2 separate regions of the Hordeum vulgare genome follow, and region 1 is linked to region 2. Evidence: chromatin contacts called from public Hi-C data. All regions are on one chromosome and are shown on one strand. The core of a region is the stretch at or near the end of the contact, and the rest is flanking DNA. Distances in the headings are between cores, read along the strand shown.

Evidence for each region. A called contact is a pair of places that touch in the nucleus more often than the background predicts.
Region 1: a contact with region 2 is called in a Hi-C map of leaf, with 1.8 times the contacts expected there. The contact joins the enhancer-like site here to the promoter of LOC123452488 in region 2. A contact is called at or near these places in 3 of 6 Hi-C or Micro-C datasets (leaf and seedling) and 1 of 1 datasets of contacts at active chromatin or transcription factors (embryo).

What each region holds. Positions count from the first base shown.
Region 1 is chr1H:512,883,913-512,888,526 of MorexV3_pseudomolecules_assembly, forward strand. No RefSeq gene overlaps it. Among protein-coding and RNA genes, the nearest start is that of LOC123423833, 6.3 kb to the right of the region's middle. Within about 2 kb of position 1,774, at least 3 of the 3 cell types and tissues checked have open chromatin away from gene starts, as enhancers often do. A contact at or near this core is called in leaf and seedling, where this site is marked.
Region 2 is chr1H:512,833,899-512,839,180 of MorexV3_pseudomolecules_assembly, forward strand. LOC123452488 (CST complex subunit TEN1-like) reads right to left here and starts at 2,927. Exons shown (of 4, transcript XM_045129146.1): 1 at 2,708-2,927; 2 at 1,703-1,829; 3 at 1,386-1,539; 4 at 955-1,293. The coding sequence starts at 1,806. The coding sequence ends at 1,174. LOC123452504 reads left to right here. Exons shown (of 3, transcript XM_045129163.1): 3 at 1-164.

The sequences.
Region 1 (4,614 bases), core at 524-3,023, 49 kb after region 2:
TCACAACAGAGTTGACCTACGTCGGGCAGCGGGGAACTCGTCCTTAAGGAAGAGACGTGTGAAAATTCATGATCATGAAGGTATGTCCTACGACTCTCGTCTTTTCCACTTGAATTTCTTAGAATAGTTATAGTAGTAGTATCTATAAAGGTTAAAACAAAGGTTTTGATCTTGTAGGAAAAATGATTTAGTAACACTTGTTTAGTTTAATCTAGATAAATGAGACTTGCCGTAGAACTAGTTTTTAAAAAAGGAAGTGAATTAAACAAAAAATAACCATGCTTGCGAGAAAGTCTCGACAAAGACTTGGGTGTTTGAGAAAAAACTTTAAGAAAATGAAAACAGTGATGCTCAACCTCATAGTGTTAATTTTCATAGACTAGATAGAACTTATGGATAAAGTTGCCCACGAGCGAGGGGGATATGCATTGTGTACGAAAAACAAAGAAACCAACACCATAAACGCCAAATAGGAATATGCTTTTTCACCATCAGCAATAAGATGATAGGAAGTTTTCACATGAAAAAAGGATTATATAGGAATAAAGAGTTGTTGGCCCTAGATGGTGCTGCTCATGGACGGAAAGGCACCGTGGCTTATCACCATGACTTGGGGAGATGCAACTTCCTCTCTATAGGGGGGTTGAGGAGTTTTTTATGGAGTACTCATATACATCGCTTATGGCGTCGCAAACTCCAACTGGCGCTCACTCTCGTGAATCATGTGTCGGCCAGACTATACCTCGCACGCTCGCTGGCTCGCCCGTTTGCTAACCCTAGATCACTCACTCGCCTCAACTGGTTGATCAGTTGACAATTGAATTTTAAAAAAGGTTTTAAAATATGAAAAATGAGCACGAGTTTGAGAAGCTTCACACCATCAAAGAAACTTCACGAATTTGAAAAAACCCACACCAATTTTATTTTATTTGATAAACTCAAAAAAGTTCACAATTTTCGAAAGAATTAACGAATTCAAGAAACATCCATGAACTCTATTTTTTGCGAATTTGAATAAAGTTTGTGGCTTCAAATTATTTTGAGAAAATGGAACAAAGTTCATACGTTCCAGAAAAAGTTCATGAATTCAAGAAATGTTCAGAAACTCAAAAAAAATCGCTAATTTTTAAAAAGTTTGCTGCTTAAAAAAATCAGGAATTTGGAAAGGTTTCAAGATTTGTTTGTGTGAATATAAGAAAATTTCAAAAAATTGAAAATGTGCTCATGAATTTAGAAAAAAATTCATGAATTTGCCAAAATGTTTGCGATTATGGAAAAAGAAGAAAAAAAGGGGAAGAAGAAGGAAAAAACAAAAGGAAAACCAGCCGAGGAAAAAAAACAGATGAGGAAGCATCTTGAAGCTTTCTAAAATAAAATATATCCAAACCCTGCTCGTGAAAACATGGCGCATACTACATTTCTTTTTTTAGTGTTACGGCATAGAGTTGTGTCAGTGATTTTTTTTTAAATGGGTAGAGCCCACGAGCAAGGGGGGGGGGGGGGGGGCTCTGCGGTGCGTACGAATACCCAAGAAATGTGCGGCATAAAGACTGAATATGAATATGTTTTTTTATGATCAGCAATAAGATGATAGAAAATATTCACAAGGAATAAAAGGATGATAGGAATAAGGAGTTGTTAGCCTTATATGGTGCTGCTCAAGAGAGGGTGACGGCGTGACGCCGCAATGGCTAGGGTGGAAAGACACCGTGGTTTCCAGCCATGACAACGCTTTGTGGGCTGAGGTGTTTTCTATTGAGTGCTCCTATACAACGCTTTGTGGCTTCGCAAACTCCACTGGTGCCCATGTAGGTGCATCCTGCGCCGGCCCAGCTATACATCATGCGCTCGCCTGGTTCAACAGGCTGACCAGTTGATAGTTGACTTTTAGAAATATTTAAAAAAATGAAAAAATGTTTGTGCGTTTCAAGAAAAATTTGACGAACTCGAAAATAGTTGGTTTGATTTCAAAAAAAGTTCATAAATTCAAGAAACATTCGGGAATTCTAAAAGGTTTGTCAATTTAAAAACATTGCCGCTTAAAATTATTTTGTGAAAAAGGAACAAATTTCACACATTTCCTAAAAAGTTTATGAATTCAAGAAATGTTCTCAAACTAAAAATAGTTTGCTAATTTGGATTTTTTTGCGGATTTAGAAAAGTATTCATGAATTTAAAAAAGTTTCATTCGCAACAATTTGTTTCTAAAAAGTTTCATCAATGTGAAAAAAGTTTGATTTTCTATGAAATGTTAAAGAAATTTTTAAAAAATGTTTATGAATTTAGAAAACAAAATCACGAATTTGTCCAAATCTTTATGATTATTGTAAAAGAAGGCGAAAAGGGAAAAGGAGAAAGAGAAAAAGAAAAAAGAAAAATCAGCTGAACAAAAAAAAACAGATGCTTATTGCAATTCTGAATTACATTGATTCTATCCTTGATGTATTTGTAATTCAATGCGAATCAATATATCCAAAAGTGTTTTATAGTATTCAAAATTATACAATAACACTTGATATTTATTATTATTTTCTAATCAGAGTTATGAATTTTATTTACTCTGACTCTATGTTCCCCTTAGTGAAATATTAATCCTCAAATTATTAACAAATCATAAATTATATAATGATCGACTGAAAATACCCATAAATTCTATAATTTTATTTTATTTTTAAATAAGCATCTAGAAACTTTCAAACAAAATCAAACCACATTCGTGAAAACCTGGCGTGCGCTGCATTTCTTATTTTTAGTGTTACGGCGTACAACTGATGAGCTGTGTTGATGCAAAAAAAACATAAATGGGCATAGCCCACGAGGGTGCGTACGAAAAACAAAGAAACAAACACAATAAACACTGAATAGGAATATGCTTTTTCTATGATCAGCGATAAGATGATAGGGAATATTCTCAAGAAAAAAAGGATGATAGGAATATGTTTTTTTGGATCAACTCCCCAATACATACATATTTTGTTAGATTCAACTACGCAGCAAAGCCGCATGCTGGTGCTATCATGCGGCGGCTCGCATGCACATGCATCACGTAAAGATGTTCTTCAATGCTTGAAATTCAAAAGGTTTTATCCTCAAAATCGTTAATTCAATCGATGATCTGTTTTCATCGTTGGTTTTGTCGCGACAAGATCTTCGAAACTAGATCCCATGTCGACATGTTTCGACAAACTTTTTTTCCTTCCGTAATTGCCACATTGTTCCACTCGCTTGCTATATTATTAACCATTTACTTGCCCAATAAAAATAACTTAATTACCATTTTTATGTCGTTTTGTACAAAGATTGTCGATGCTTATAAATGCAGTCCCCAAAATGTTTTGATGTGCTTGTCATTTTTATTTTACTAAGTTGTCATGTGGTCTCATAAAGCTTGTATGTGCTTATAAAATCACAGTTGCCACATATATTTTTTGTGCTTGTCATTTGAATCCTACCTCACTATCATACTGTTCCATACAACTTGTCAGTCATTGTAAAAAAAATAGTTGTCACGGCGTTTGCTGTATTTATCTGTTGAATTCTATCTTCAATTGGTATGGTGTGTCGTAATAAAAGGACATTTGATTGTTCTGAAACGTAGTTGTGGTAGTATTTTGTTGTGTCGTTCAGTTAAATTCTACTCATGACATGCTTTTATATCATGTATAATGAAATCTGTTACAAGGCTTTTGTACGAAACAACATTAAAAAGTGACAATCAAGTTATTTTTTTGAGGCAAATAAGTGGTTAATAATATGGCAAGTGGGTCAAAAAATGTGGCAAGTATGAACGGAAAAAATATTAACGAAGCATATTGACATGAGATCTAGTTTCGAAGAACTCGTCGCGGGAAAGCCAATGATGAAAATGGATCATCAGTTGAATTAACGGTTTTGTAGATAATTTTTTTTGAATTTCAAACATCAAAAGGGAATCGCACGTTGTCCTCCTGCCGCACGGCAATGCAGCCGTGCGTACGCTATCAATTAGATTTTTCCTATTTTGTTTTTGGGAAAGTGATCTGCTTAAGATGCTCCTAGATTTATTTTTTTGGGTCAACTCCCCAATACATCCATATTTTTTTGGGGGGGAAGTGATCTGCTTGAGATGCTCCTAGATATATTTTTTTGGATCAACTCCCCAATACATACATATTTTGTTTTTGGGAAAGTGGTCTGCTTTAGATGCTCCTAGATATATTTTTTTGATCAACTCCCCAATACATACATATTTTGTTTTGGGGAAAGTGATCTGCTTGAGATGCTCCTAGATTTATTTTTTTGGATCAACACCCCAATGCATACATATTATGTTTCTCCCATGAACTGCGCCTCCTCCGCAGAAATAATAATATAAGCAACTCAACATACTCATGTACATCAGTATAAATGTGCAATCATCTGATTCATCTGATAAGGAAAATCGTTCGAAATGTTACAAGCAGGGCCTCCTCCAACTGCAGGTAAATCTTGAGCTGACATGCTGCAAACTGTTTGATTTCCATAATGGTAATAAACAGGATTCGCACAAAGTAGACTAATCAAGCCATTTTGATCCATATACCGACAAGTGTGGTGAATTGACACATTTACATGGACACGATATGTTGTGCAAAA
Region 2 (5,282 bases), core at 1,677-4,176:
CGCTATTCAATTTGGTTGTAATGAAATAATTATATCCATTTGCAAAATGTGTTTGTATTTATCTATGCACTGTTTCCCTCACCCGAAATTGCAATCAGAAACTTGATGTCTTAACTCCAAATTTGAGCTTTGTATCGTCTCGTTTGAGAAGCATAATTCAGAATTTTGAACTGACCTGACCTTTGTGGGCTTCGTGCGATGAAGCATAATTCAAAATTTTGAACTGTGTCCATCATATTTATAAAGTGTTTTCCTCACTTGCAGCTGCAAACAAAACAAAACAAAATCAAAGACCGTACAAAGTTTGTTAGATGCAACTCCAGATTCAGATTCTATCTCGCCTTCTCTGAGAAGCTTAATTCAGAAACTTCTAACTGAGCTGTATGGTTGCTTCGTCAGATGAAATGCCAGATGAAGTGCCATTCACCAGTGAGTACTGGTGTAGTCTGTATTCATATGTAATGCTTTCCAGTTGCAAACAAAACCAAGCCATCTACAGGCTAGAGTTACAGATTGGGCTAAATAAAACTAGTGTGCAATCTGCTGAAGGGTTGATGCATGCGTACCAACCGGCGGGCCCTACAACCCAGTAAATCCTTGGCCACGCCGCAGACCGGCACCGCTCTTGCCCCTTCCTCGAGCACTGGCCGTGGCGTGTCAATGAAGCCGCCATAGCGCAGGGCCTTCCTGACTCGCCAACGCATGATAGATTTTTTAAGTAATGTAGTGGTGTACTGTAGCTGCTCTGTTCATAAAATTCAGGACCAAACTGCAGAGCATCTATTGTCACAACATGTAAAAGAGAAGGTGATGTCGTACAGGGAGAACACTCCAGTTGTTCACAATGATAGGATATCACCCTGCAGCTACACCTGTCAAACAACACCGCCGCTGCAAAGGAAATACCCTTGCCAGCCCACAAAACAGTGTAAAACAGATATATAGACTCTCAGATAATAAGAGCTCCTGGGGCTGTGATAGCATAAAAAGGCTTGGAGAATAATCAGTGCTCAGAAAATTCAGTTAACAACTACTCGTACTACTTTGCAGGTTTGCACCCATCTAACAAACTGAAGCGCATGATCATCAAGAGTAAGGTGATTATGTCCCCCTGTGCTCCATACTACAGAGTAACTGAACTAAAGAGGCATGAGCCTGGTTCACAGCTTTGGATCATGCCCTCCTGGAGCTCAGCAGTCTGGCTTCATGCTGCCGCCGGATGATCAAAGACTGCTGGTAAAGGTTCAGGTCAAGGCCATCAACGTTTCTGCCCACACGTGCTTGCAGAATCACCTGCAGGATGTAAGCAACAAATTTGATGCAGCATTGTTCAACTGATACCAGATAACCAGACTGCCAAAAGCTGGACGAGGACAGAGAATTACGTCATCGTCTGGCCGGATCAGGAGTTCGCCGATGAACTGGAACATAGAGCCGCTGCGGAAACTGATGTCCCTTAGGTGCTGGGTGTCGACCTTCAGCATTGCGCTGCCGTCCTGAATAACGGCAACCGCAGAGTCGACGTCGTATGACTGGAGACTAGAGAATTGCAAGCCGATAAGGTTAGCACGGTTAGAAGCTACTCCCTCCGTCACATAATATAAGAGCGTTAGTTACACTAGCGTAGTGTCAAAAACGCTCTTATATTATAGGACGGAGTGGTAATAGTCTTAGGGGGAAGCATCTGCTCACTCATACGTACATTCCTGTTACTCGGAGGGAAGCCCCTTGCTTGAAGATCTCCGAGGATGGCTCTAGCTCTTGCAGAGTGATAGGCACACCTGGTTTTAGAGTGGACGATGCCATCTAGCTAGCACACAGGGAGGGAGCTGATAAAATGCAAAATGAGGGAGTCACGTTTGGCGTCTGGTGTTATGGTCTTCACATATAAGAGAAGTACTGGTGCTGTTTTAGCATTTGTACAAGACTGTAAACTACTACTCTGTTCCTTTTTATTAGAAGTTTTAGATAGCTGACATTGAGCTGTTTTGAGTGATGTCTGAATTGTATAAATGTCTTATAAAAGTGATAAGAGGGAGTAGTAAATACAACTGGGCACCCTAGTGCTCAGTATTGTACTTGTTCAGACGCATGAGACTGCAATATGCATAGTGCTGTTCACCCGGTACATAACTTCTTGTGTGAAAAAACACTTTCGAAGTACAAATTAATAAATATGAGATTGTAAATAACACAATCACATCGTTTTTCCAAGGAAATGGACATGTACTGTAGCTTGTTTGTTATGACTAGGCCTCTGTAAGCATAAAAACGCATGGTCATTTTTAGAATTCCAGCACCAAAATAAAGATAAGGGGTGACATGTACGGCGGAAACCCTGATCGACAATAGCATGTTAATCATTTCCAGAAAGATCTGCGATGCATCAGAGAGTCTTGTGCATGATTCATGTGAAAAAATTGAAACATAGAGCATCCGTCACCACATTGAAAAGTGAAGGATGCGCCGTGCACTGACCTAGCACTGTAATCTCAACCGCGGGGAAGGAAGCAAAATGCATGAGCTTCCTAATCTAAATCTAAAACAGATTAAAAAAGAAAGGAAATCATATGCAGTATAGATACATCATCCGACATACGACTATCTGACATTGTGAATTCCAATCCCGAACTGAACCTAATCCTTGTGTTTCGCGCCTGACAGAACACAGTCTTGGCCAAATCCGCTAGGGACGTACAGTACGTACCTAATGAAATCCACACGGGATGCCTGATAGATGAAATCCACAGCCCTGGCAGCGATTGCCTCCGTGCTGACCTGCTCCACCGCGCGTCGCCGGCGAGGGGGGGTCGCCCGATGAGCGCGAACAGTCCAGCCGCTGGAGGATCGAGGAGGGAAACTGGGGGCCGGGAGGGATTGCGGCGGCGAACGGAAGCTCCGAGCTCGGCTGGGGGAGGATGGGGTGGAAGCAGTGACGGCGGCGGCTGGGAAATCACTATATGACGCCAACTGCGTCAAATTCCTAGGGAGACGCACAGGAGGCTGCCTTCCTGGGCCTGGCCCAATCGCCCACTGTGCATGGCTTACCGATCACTCTCCACTTTTTTTTATACTGCTCAAATAAAATAAAAAACTCTCCAGTTTTTTCAGCCCTATAAAATAACAATTTCCGTTTCTGGGTTTGGTTTCTAATGGTTTCTCGGTCGGCTTCACTAGAATGGTCTCTCATCCTAATTGTTACAGCATGGTGGCAACGAACAATGACCGCGCAAGTGGCTGGAGATGTTTTTTGCAAAAAAATAAGGTAACATGAGTTTTTTTTGTAGAAAATAAGATGCGATGAGCATGTTATTGCAATTTTTGAAACAAGAGTCTTCTTGCAGAAAGTAGAATAAAAATAGAGAAGAAAAGATTGTGCGACATAGGTCATGTTATAGAAAATTAAAAAAGAGAAAACTTTACAATAAAGATCTTATTGCAGAAATACACGCAACAAGAGTCTTCTTATAGAAAAAAAAAAGGAACGATACAGAAAACTCCATCAACAGATCGGACGACTCGCGAGGCGACTGATAAGTTCCTTGACTCACGCGTAGCAATGCCCCGATGAACAGCTACTGAATTTCTTTTCATCGTTTAATTTTTTCAAAACGTTTCTAAATTCACTTTTTTTTTAAATCGTGCATTTTTATAAAATATATATTTTTATAAAAACTGTTGCCGAATTTAAAAATGTTGTGAATTTAAACAATGATCAATAATTTTAATAAATGTTCTAAAAAATATAAAGAATGTTCTTCAATTTGGTATTTTCCAAAATGTAAACGTAATTTTAAAAATTGAACAATTTTCATAAAAAATATAATTTTTTATAAGAGTTTGGAAAATTTTCTAAACGTGAGAATTTACAAATTCCAATATTGTTTTTATATTTTTTACACAAACATTTTTTAACAATTGACATTTTACAGAAAAACATATTAAGTTGCATTTACGATAAATAAACCATTCTCAGAACGGTAAAAAAATATTGTGTGACAATTTGCCGAAAAACATATTAAGTTGCATTTACGAGAAATAAACCATTTCTCAGAACGGTAAGTCTCTGTCCCTCCCTCCCTCAGTCTTGTTTCGTGCCTCCATGACCATACGTTTTCCCGCTAGAAAGTTCCCCACTCTCTTGGAACGCGTCTGAATGTCTAAAGACGACATAGGCACGAAGTTGATGTTTCGTTCAGCAAAAGTGTAGCGATTTCCGATCCCTACGCTTTCTGAAACAGTAGATTGCATTTGGTTCGGGTATGACGTTTTCGGCACAAACAGTTTTCGATATGCCGCTTCACAAAGTCGAAACAGTTTTCGATATGCCGCTTCGCAAAGTCGAAACAGTTTTCGATATGCCGCTTCGCAAAGTCGAAACTCGCCGAACGCAAGGTGATTAGCAAACCAGACGAAATCGAACGAACCAAACAAAGCGAGCATCCCATAAAAAAGAATCGGAAGCAGCGCTTCCCCATTCCGAAAGCCATTACGTTACCTGAGCAAAAACCAAACGCGTCCTAAGTTGCACTGATTTCGGGTATGTCAAATTTTGTGGTAGTTTTGGCATATCATCATGTTTTCAAGGAATGTAGGATGGCCTCGAGGAGGGCTCCATGGCATGGGCACGTGAGCTCCGATTGAGGCGGCTCCGAATTGGTTGGAAGCCTAAGAGGGGACCTGCATCAGACGCTATTGCATGCACAACGACGCACACACGATGTTAAATTGCTCTGATTCTGGATGTGTCCAAATTTGTGGCTGTGCTAAACAGAAGCATGCAGATTGTGTCTTGCAACGAAAATCAGTGTTGGAGTAAACAGAACCCCCCCAGATTGTGTCTTGCTCTTGCAACGAAAATCGATGCAGCAGGCGCATCTTTAGGAGCTTCAAAAATCTTCAGGAGTAAATGTTCACCTCTTGAACAAAGGGGAGAATCCTAGGGACTGAGTGGCTGTTTGGAACCATAATAGATTATGATAATCTGGATTATGAAGATAGATTATATAATCTGGATTATGGATATGTTTGGAGACTAGATTATATAAACTGTAATTCAAATTTTACATTACATAATGATCTGTCCGCCCTCTGTTTTTTTAGAAGAGGAGGGTGACGGTGGCAGGAATGTAAGTATCTCCAACTTTATAAGGGTAATGGATCATTAGCAATCCATAATCTAATTTTAGCTCGGGTAGAATAGATTGTGAGTTTTTAATAATATGTCCATCTAGTTTTTTATAATCTACACCATAATCTGTCCTGTTTGAAGACAAAATAGA